2 separate regions of the Zea mays genome follow, and region 2 is linked to region 1. Evidence: chromatin contacts called from public Hi-C data. All regions are on one chromosome and are shown on one strand. Each heading gives the region's core, a stretch centred on a gene start, on an enhancer-like site or on the middle of the called end of the contact. The rest is flanking DNA. Distances are from core to core; before and after follow the strand shown.

Region 1 (5,304 bases), core at 402-2,901:
TTAGGGTTCGACCGTTGGAGCTCTGACAGATGGGGCCACCGGACAGTCCGGTGCGCCAACCATGTCACCCAACCGTTAGGGTTCGACCGTTGGAGCTCTGACAGATGGGGCCACCGGACAGTCCGGTGGTGCACCGGACAGTCACTGTTCACTGTCCGGTGTGCCTTCTGGCGCCTGCTCTGACTCTACGCGCGCTGTCCACGCACTGTTCACGCACTGTTCACTTTTTGCAGACGACCGTTGGCTCAGTAGCCATTGCTCCGCTTGGCACACCAGACAGTCCGGTGGCACAACGGACAGTCCGGTGAATTATAGCGGAGTGACTTTTCTAGAAACCCGAAGCTGAGCAGTTCGGAGTGTATCTCCCTGGTGCATCGAACACTGTCCGGTGGTGCACCGGACAGTCCGGTGCGCCAGACTAGGGCAGCCATCGGTTGGTTTTGCTCCTTTCTTTTTTGGACCCTAACTTGGACTTTTTATTGGTTTGTGTTGAACCTTTGGCACCTGTAGAACTTATAATCTAGAGCAAACTAGTTAGTCCAATTGTTTGTGTTGGGCAATTCAACCACCAAAATTATTTAGGAAAAGGTTTTACCCTATTTCCCTTTCATCTTGCTAAATCCAAAACATGTTCACCATTTGAGATTGGCACCTAGCATGTGTAGGATGTGTTTGAAATCCTTTGTGTTGTCACTAGTATGCTAGGTGTCTGTCTCATGCTATGAGTCATTCATTGTCTTGAATCATAAACTATGTGCTTAAAATCAAAATCAAGATAAGTGAACAATTCATAGAGATCAAGATGGGTTTGCATTAGTCCCCACCTCTGTGTATCGAGGCTGCTTCCATTTGCACATTTGGATGAACTTGAGCAGGGTAGTGGATGATCGAAACCAGTGTTTTCAGCTTTTGATTACTTTTCTGCATAGGCTACACCTGGTTGAAAAGTTAGACAATGATAGTGCTTACAACCTCTTGCGCTCACATGCTTTTAAGTGAAACATGTAATATGCTACAAAATCCGATAAATCTTGAAAATTTCAACTGATATCTTTTTTAGATATGTTTATAGCATAATGAGTGATCGATGTTTGGGGTAACTCACCTGGTTTACCTTGACTTGCACTTAGTTGATTTCCAGCTTACTATATGCCTACTTTTGTCTTTAGTGGTGAACTTCTCTTTTGAATTGCTTAAAACTGAATCAAAATGCTTACACTTCACATATCTTGTGCATATGATTAGTTTGAATGTTTGTTAGTGTAAACCCTAAAATATGGTTTTAAGGAAGTCAAGTAAGTTCCTTTGATATTGATGAGTTAACATTAGAATTTATGCTAGTATGTGAGTTATTATTAAAGCACATTCTTCTAAATAAATAAATGAATAAATATTATTTGCATATCATGTTGGGTCTCCTTGATTGTTTCATTTTGAACTAAACTAGAAGTTTGAGATTAAAACTGGATGTAAAAAGTTAAACTTGAAATTCAAATTGAAATCAGAAAATGAAAATAGAAAAAGAAAGAATGAACAAACCTACTCCTAGGTCGTTTCTCAAGCCAGCCCAAACTTCTTACTATCCCCTCACGTATCCACGGCCTAGCCTACCTCCATGCTAGTCGGCGCACTACCGCAATCCCATAGCCTAGCCACACCCCGGCTCCAACTCTTATGGCCCGCTTCCGGTTTCATCCTGCATGGGCCCTCTACCACTATAGTGTGGACCCATTGCATAGCGACATTCCCTTGGCGCTCCTAATCGCTCTGGCCAACATGTGGGACCTCCCTGTCTTGCATATCTTTTTCGTGTGATCATAACCAAATGTCGGGGTATCCACCCAGGATCTTGGTCTCATGCTTCAACGTCAGTGTAGCAAACTCTAACCACGCTGGCATACAAATGCGAGCCTACCCCGTGCCCTCGACCATCCAGCCATGAACCCAAATTACTGTGAGCCCCACCACCGAGGAGAGGCAGAAAGAGAAGGGTTTTGTCGCTGCTATTGATTCGACCACATACCACCGGCGAAATCCTAGTGCCAAGCCTTGAAGCATCGCGGGAGCGTGTGCAATCCGCTCGGCGCCCAATCAAACCGGAGCATGGGCGGAGCTAGTGCCGATTGCTCACTAGAACAATTCGGACACAATGAACCCACACAGCGCCGTGGTCGGCCTACCCTACAGCTGCTAGTTTCGGTAAGACTCTTTCCTTGTGTTTGCCTCGTCTCTATTGTTGTGTACACCGAGTTCGGATCGGATTGGGGCATTGAGATGCCTGTAATAGCTCACTAGGGCGGGTATTGTGTTCCCAATCTGCCCTATGTCGTCGTCAGGGCAAACTAACACAAACCATGTGGGAGAGTCCCCTGGACTACTTCGCTATTTCCGTAGCATCACGTATCATCGCTCGATTGATAGTTTGGGTGCCTGTGTCCAAGTTTGATGTACCATGGCCATGCTGTCGCCGCAGCTGGCAGATCACCATCGCTCCGGGCTGGCACGAGGAGGGTGATACCCTAGCCGCTGATCGGCTAGCGGGCGGTGATTATTGGATTGTGGAATATCGGTTCGGGTCTTGTTTCTGGATCGTTGATCTTTGAACGTGCAGTCCTAAGCACTCCTCGTATGCGTGGCAAGTTCTTAGCATGGATATGTGTTCCGGTTCGCGATCAAATCTAGGTTGTTGGTGCTTGATCGGGTGGCCTATAACGCTCCTAGTTATGCAGGCCGTGTCTATTTAATGAAAGAGCCCCTGAATTTTATTAGTATCAAACCACAATTCACCCATGTATAGGAATCGTCACAAAAAGGTCCATGTTTTTGTCAAATGAACCTTGAACTTTCCAATAATAGAAGTTGTTGTCCACTTTTCGTATTAAAATAAATAAATAAATAAATAAATAAATAGGAAATTGTGAAAAAAAACCTGAGAAACATTTTAAGTGAATTATTAATATAAAATGACTTAGAAAACTTAGAAAACCCATATCTAATTCACTTTAACTCCGACTTTAGTGGTTCTCAAACCTACGGCTTTATAACAACGTGTAGAATAATGTTATGCAGATTGTTCTCATGTTTGGTGTGATGTTAATATTGCTCCTATATTGTTGTTTGTATCGATACGAGTGGAAAAGCAAGTCACTGAGGAACCCGAAGCACATCAGGTGTAAGATTCTAAGTAGGAGCTCGTTGAAGGCAAGTTATGTCATTGATCACATTCTTTTACCTAATAATGTTCTATTAATAACTGTGACACATTTTGGTTAAGCTAATGAGACCTAATAGGTTACCTTGTTTTGTTTACCCTACACCTTGCAAACAAATGAATTATTGGGTATTTTTATTGTTGCTCTACCTGGTTTTGGGATTAATTATACTTATGATTCATGACCATGTTTCATTATGATTTATTATTGTTGATTATCTATTATTGTTCATGATAAAATCATTTCGTTAATCATAACATGGAGAATCACTCAAGAAAAAAGTGCCACCACAAGGGTGGTATGGGACGCCCTTAGCTGACTAATTAGGAAAACTAGTGGAGGACTACCTTACACGAAAGGGGCAACCACGGTGTGAGGAGCTACTAGTATAGGGAGGTTCTCGGGTCGATCATGCTGCGATGGCTTTTCGGACGAGGTATTTCTTGCCCTCTTCTCGCAGAAATCGTAGCGTGGTTTCTGAAGCTAGTGGAACTTTGTAAATGCCTCGTAGTGGGATCGCGCCTCGTCTCCTCGGTAGAGATGAATGTGATTGCTAGACCCCTTGGCAAATGGGTAACACAACTTGTGGGTAAAGATATGGAACCTCTGCAGAGTGTAAAAAGTGGTATACAAGCTGTGCTCATGGTCAAGAGCGACTCGGACCCTCACATAAGCAATTTATGGAATTAAACTTAACCTGTCATTTGCATTGTATTATGGAATTTATTATTCATTGTGATCAATCATTTATTTGGGATGGTATTTACTTACACTTAGTAATTGCTAATAAAACTTTGACAAACTTATTAAAAGAAATGCTCAACCATAACCATTCTCCTTAGTAAGCCATAACCACTTGCTGAGCGATGACCGTATTCGAGCTCAGCCTTGCTATAATCACACTAGAAGAAGAGCAGGTACCACCGAAAAGAGGACTACTACGACAAGTTCGATGAGATTTAGGCGTCGTCTCCCAGGCAACTATGGCGTAGTGGAGATAGTTATCTTAGCTTGATTTATTTATCATCAGATATTTTGTAAGACATTATCGTTATATACATTTTGTGACATTGGTCTCTATACACTGATTCATTATATGTGTGAATCTTGCTTTGGCGCACATATGAGACGCACCAAGATTTGTCCTTAATTTCGGGTGTGACAGAAGTGGTATCAGAGCAATGGCTATTGTAGGACGTAGCCTAGATAGAACTAGACAAACCTTTGCCTACTTATCTTCATCACTCTTTATATACTTCCCTTGAGTCTATCTCATCTTTTGTTTCTTTACTCTGACTATTCTTATCTTTTCTACTCTAAAGACAAAAAGAATTTCACACCTTGGAATCCTATACCTATGAATTACTAAAGAGATAGGAGACCTAAACAAAAAACTATTTTTGTAGGTTTCTTAAATAAAAGTGAATATAATTAATTGTTTAATTATCTGTTGCATAAAAATCTATATAGGACATGTGATTTCTTAATAAAAACAATGATAGTCATCTATTTAAATATCTTTTCACATAAAATCATTTTGGAATTATATTTTAGCTTTTCGTAAATAATTGTTTAATAATGTTCAATAACGTGTTTTATAATCTTTTAATCCATATCCTTAGATATTTCACATATGGTTTTTATAAAAGATTAAAATGGTGAAACTATTCTTTATACATTTATAATTATAGTATTTTTAAACTTATGTACTGTTTAATAAAGTATAGATCAAACCTTTTCAAAAATATTACCTTGCTTGTGAGGCTTTTGAAAACCAAATACTCTTTTCATTATGCTTTCTTTTAGCTTATCTATGGTGATTAGTGTATGTTGTTGAATAATGTATGTTTCTTCTTGTTTGCCTATGTGTTATTTAGAAGTTGATTCTGTGGTAGAAGATCATGATCTATTCAGTGAAAGAATCTCAAGTTTTTGTTAAGCATAGCATGGCAAGTGGACTTCTCCCCCGCATACTCTGTTTGATCCCAAATAACACATCATAAATAAGTTTATATTTATTTTATGCAAAATTTGATGGGTTACCTATTCAAATACACCTAACATTTCCAACATTATTCCTTTGTTAAACATG
Region 2 (4,943 bases), core at 1,504-4,003, 110 kb after region 1:
ACACAGGCAACTGACTGGGGGGTTTGCCACTAAAATAAACTAAAACTCGTCATAATCCTGGAACTCTTCGAAGTCCTCCATGTTGCCAGCATCACCTCCTAAGCACTGAGTACAGTGGGGACAACCTGGGGTGGAGTGGTTTGTAAAGCAAGGGTGAATACACATCAACGTACTCAGCAAATGTCTCGTTTGGCTAAAATGGACTAGCTGTATGTGGGGTTGAGGTTAAGCATTTGCTTTTAGTTGGTCAAGTATTTATTATTATTATTATTAGTAGAGCCAAGTTTTAGTAATAAACCCAGTTATTACCCAAAAGTACTCCCTCAAAAGAGGAAAACCTAGAGATCAGATTTATAACATCATTGTTAACCATCATCATAAAAGTATCCAAAGTTCTTCTAATCAAAGAGGATCCCAAGGCTGCTCTTAAACATGAGCTCGGCTGATATACCAGTTTCTAACACCCTGCAGAGGTTGCACACTTTACCCACGAGTCGTGAATCGTGATCCCTTTCCAGCCTGAGTTGTACAGACCCGATCTTCACTACCGAGGTGAATGGCCAGAGATACACTATGTAGCCTTTACAAAGACTCCCCTGGTGCATAGTTGCTTGTTAGGTTTCGCCAGTCGTACAAACGCAGTACACCTCCCCAAGGTAACTAACAAAACCAAATTGAATGAACGTCTGCACCCCCCCTTGGCAGAGCGAGCACTACGCCTCGGCCCCCATTGACGGCCCTCAGGCAACTACACCCCTAGGTTCATCTAATTAATCAGCTAAGGGCATCCCATTCCACCCTCATGGTTGCACTGTTATCCCGGGTGATCACTCCACGAACAGGTCCTTACGGAGAGGTACTCAGGAAAAAGGCCTGAGCCTCTAGAGTATCACAATATCATCATTGGGATAACATCATCGTATCATAAATAATCACATCATGTTCATTGATTAAGTTAAGACAAAAGCAAGATGCTAACCATGATAACCCAAAAAGTTAAACAAGGATAAGTAAATATAGACTAGTCAATCCTTAGGTTTCATAAAATAATGTGGGACAGTGAACTATAGAGTATGTAGGACATAATAGGTCAGAAGACACTTGCGTTCACCAGGTTGTTGCTCAGGGAGGTCTCCAGCAACACACTCATGAACCTCGGACTGCTCGTTGTCTAAATAAAGCGAGCATGCATTCAATACATTTGGAAAGCACAAATGAACAGCACACCAAACATGTACAAACATTATAATACATCTTAAAAGGCACAATACTAAATAAAGAATAATTAGATCAAAGTATAGCATGAACTAATTTCATTTAGAAATAGATTATTCTTTAAGTGTTGTCCATATTTACATAACCTAGTTCAATTTATTTTATTGTGACCTAAAAGTTAGACCAGAGATGAATTCATGTAATATACATTATTAATCTCACAAGATTAAACATGCTTTTAATCTCTAGGGTTTTCCCCTTTTTATTTTTTTAAATAAACAAATCTATACATATACTAGTTCATAGTTAACCATAAAATTAGAATGTACATAATGTAAATGTAACTAATTTATTTAAACAGAGAATAATCCTATGAACATTTTACAATTTGAATCACTAAATTTGGAGTTCATATGTAAAAGATATGAAATAAACAAGTTTGAAAGTTTGAAATAAAAAATTAAACCATAATTTGTAATTATTTAAAAGGATAGGGTCTATTTGTAATAACTCAGGGGCCTGCGCATAAAGTATAAGGATGGCGGGTTCTATTCGCAGAAAACTGGTAGTATAAGTGCGTTTGGTTCGTGACCTCCACCAAAATGGCAGGGAATATGTTGAAAATGAAATTTGGCAGATAATGTCGGACGGTCCGCAGGTAAGCTTGGACGGTCCGGCTCTCAGACAGTTTGGCTTATTAGTCAGTACTGTTCAGGATTAGATTAGTTTGAGCGTGAGTCCTGATGTGTTGTGAGATCTTTCCTATTTCTTACGATATCTTATTGTACTTCGCTTAGAGTAAGGTACAAACCTCCTTCCCTATAAATATGAAGGGGTATGACTGATTGAGACGCGCACAATCCATAAACCAATCTATTTACATTATTTTATCTTCATGTCTTAGGTCTAGATGTAACATAGCGCTAGTTGTAATTTCCTAATCTCAGTCTTCACCTCTTTTGTGCTTTAGGTGGTTTGTCGATCCCTAAGCAACCCTACGGTCTCTTCTCTCCGATGGGGTCCCTCACAAAAGGCGAGATCTAGGTTTATCCGAGAGCTCTCTCTGTATCATGGACGGTCCGACGCTCTATCGCGGCCCATCCGGCATCCCGTAGAACTGACCCCAGGATTCTGCACGTCGCGTGAAGGTCCTAGGTTCGTTAGTATTTGGCCTAAAAAGATGCCAACATTAGTAAATTTTGAAAACCGCTGGAGACTAAGAGCATGTACAATGGTGTTTAATGTAGATGCCCTTAGGTGTTTAAAGGGGTATTCGCAAAAAACGTGGAGTCGTCTCTCCGCGAAAAGACGAATCTGGCTCGTAACCCAAGTAGCAACAGACGCCTCACTTCACACTGTACGAATTCGTCGTCTGTTCTATCAATATGATGTTGTATAAACTTATTTAATTATATATTTATTAATAGACTACATTTATAAACACTTCATTGTATAATAGAGTATCTTAGTTATATCTTGTTGTTAGAGAACCGTTTTGGTGTCTCTCGACTATACGTGACCTAATGTCCTTAATTAGCATGCAACTAGAGGAGACACCTTGAGCTCGAGATGCGCTAAAGTGCTGTTCCAAAGCACCTAAACTCGATACTTCCGGCAAATCTTGAACTCCAGTCCCTCGAGCTTATGCTATTTTGTACTCGGATCGAAAGACGCGGATTTGAGATTTCAGAGCACTCTCCAGACTTCAGGCCACAGACCACTAGCTTCCCTACTTCAGTCATTCAGCCGGACAGCCGCCAAGGGAGTAGAGTAGAGTAGAGTAGGTCAGCAAGCTCACCCACCCACTCGCCCCCAACTCTCTCAGGTCCCCACACCAATGCGTTTTGGTTTTGCGCCCGCGCGGGAGATAGGGAGCGAGGAGGCGCGAGGAATCCACTTCCTCCACAGCTCTGCTGCGTTGATCTGGTTCTCACCGTGACCGAGGTAATGGGATTTGCCGGTTCGTTTCTGGGGCCGGTACCGAGTTCATTCAGTTTCGAACTTCTGCCATTTTTGCTACTTCGCTACGCTAATGCTGAAGATCAATGGGTGGGGATTCGGGCGCTGGAGATAGGCCAAAGTTGGGTTTGAGGATGGCGGGGACAGATTTTCTTAGTGAAAAACAAACCCATTTCTTCAACAAATGCGCGGACGTCTATCGATGAGATACTTGGATTTCATGCAGGGGTGTGAGTTTCAGGAGGAGGGGTTGACTATTTGGTAGCCCGATTTATTCAAATGTGCAAATGTTTGGGGTTTTATGGGATTAACTGTGCGGTTTTGGTGAACTCTGAATCTCGTTTAAGGACACGAAACCGTATATACTGTGTTTATTGGGGGAAAATAATAGGGTCGTTTTGTTTTACCCAGAGCAAAATGTTGGTCGATGCATAATGTGTAGAGATGGCAATGGGTACCCGAAACCCGAAACCCGATGGGTTTTTACCCCATTAGGGTACGGGTTTGGGTCAATTTTCATACCCATGGGTTTGTTAATGGGCATAAATGTATACCCGACGGGTTCATGGGTACGGGTTTGTTCCTATAGTACCCAAACCCGTGAACCCGTGGGTTTTTTAAACCCGACCAAACCTAGTGCATATTGTCATTTTATTTTATAAACGAACAACAAACTTGTTATCTACCTATTTACTTCCTAATTTTTATCAAATAGTGAATGTATAAGTAGTTGGTGAGAGTGTTGCTTGCTTGCTATTATAGTTATTACTAGTGTTATATATGTGGTGGATGTATAACCTAGTGCAAGGTAACTTGATTATACAACTTATTATTTGTATTTAATTCTCTCTATTAATATTTTTATAACAAATCATGAACTCGTTGTTCATTACATAAATTTTGGACCATGATCTCATTAATCATTACGATACTTATTGATTATAAAAAGAATAAGCATATTGGAGATAAAACCCGCGGGTAACCCGTGGGTACCCGCGAACCCGATGGGTACGGGTTTGGGCAAAATTCCAAACCCGTCATGGGTACGGGTTTTTTAATGGGCGTAAATATTTTTCACGGGTACGGGTTTGGGATAACAAAACCCGACGGGTTTGTACCCGTTGCCATCTCTAATAATGTGTTTCCAGTATTTCTTGTTTGCGTGATGTAGTAGCTTTCCTGCAAGAACTGCTTGCAAGTTGCAACTATTTTCAAGTTTGACCTCTCACTTTTTCCCCTTTATCAAACAGAGAGCTGCAGGTAGTTCCATTAATAGGTAGAACATGGACCTTTTGCTTTGATGTTCCTTACTTATGACTAGCTTATGCGCCATAAAAAAAACTCTTATTGCCTCCCATTTATGACTAGCTTATCAGCTTTGTCCTAAGAAAACATGTGTGAATTTTGGAACTAAGTAGCTAGCTATGTTTGCTGTTTCATTTGCAGTTGCCTCTATAGGGAGCCGTTCTCGGCTAAGAGCTGGTAAGGAAAGCATGAAATCAATCGGTGAAGAAACTGAGAGCACCAGCAGAGAAACAGAAGGAAGCAAGTTTCACAGATTGAAATGCACAGATGAGGGAGAACCGTGCCTTGACAGGATCCCTAATTTCCACTGCAAAAGTTTGCCTTCAAGATATCGAGACACAAACCCAGAAGATGGCATCATGCACAAGCGCGGTTCTATGTACCAGAGTTCCAGAGAGGTTAGCAGACTCAGGAATCTCCAAGGGAGGAGCAAACTAAATTATTCGAGCAATAAAGACACATTT

What was found. A called contact is a pair of places that touch in the nucleus more often than the background predicts.
Region 2: a Hi-C map of tassel shows a contact between it and region 1, with 4 times the contacts expected there. The contact joins the promoter of LOC118476023 here to the enhancer-like site in region 1. A contact is called at or near these places in 7 of 25 Hi-C or Micro-C datasets (ear, leaf, tassel and 1 more).

The regions. Positions count from the first base shown.
Region 1 is chr1:89,367,415-89,372,718 of Zm-B73-REFERENCE-NAM-5.0, forward strand. No RefSeq gene overlaps it. Among protein-coding and RNA genes, the nearest start is that of LOC100276790, 95 kb to the left of the region's middle. Within about 2 kb of position 1,652, at least 17 of the 20 cell types and tissues checked have an H3K27ac peak or open chromatin away from gene starts, as enhancers often do. A contact at or near this core is called in ear, leaf and tassel, where this site is marked.
Region 2 is chr1:89,477,959-89,482,901 of Zm-B73-REFERENCE-NAM-5.0, forward strand. LOC118476023 reads left to right here and starts at 2,754. Exons shown (of 3, transcript XM_035964048.1): 1 at 2,754-3,159; 2 at 4,621-4,943. The coding sequence starts at 4,668.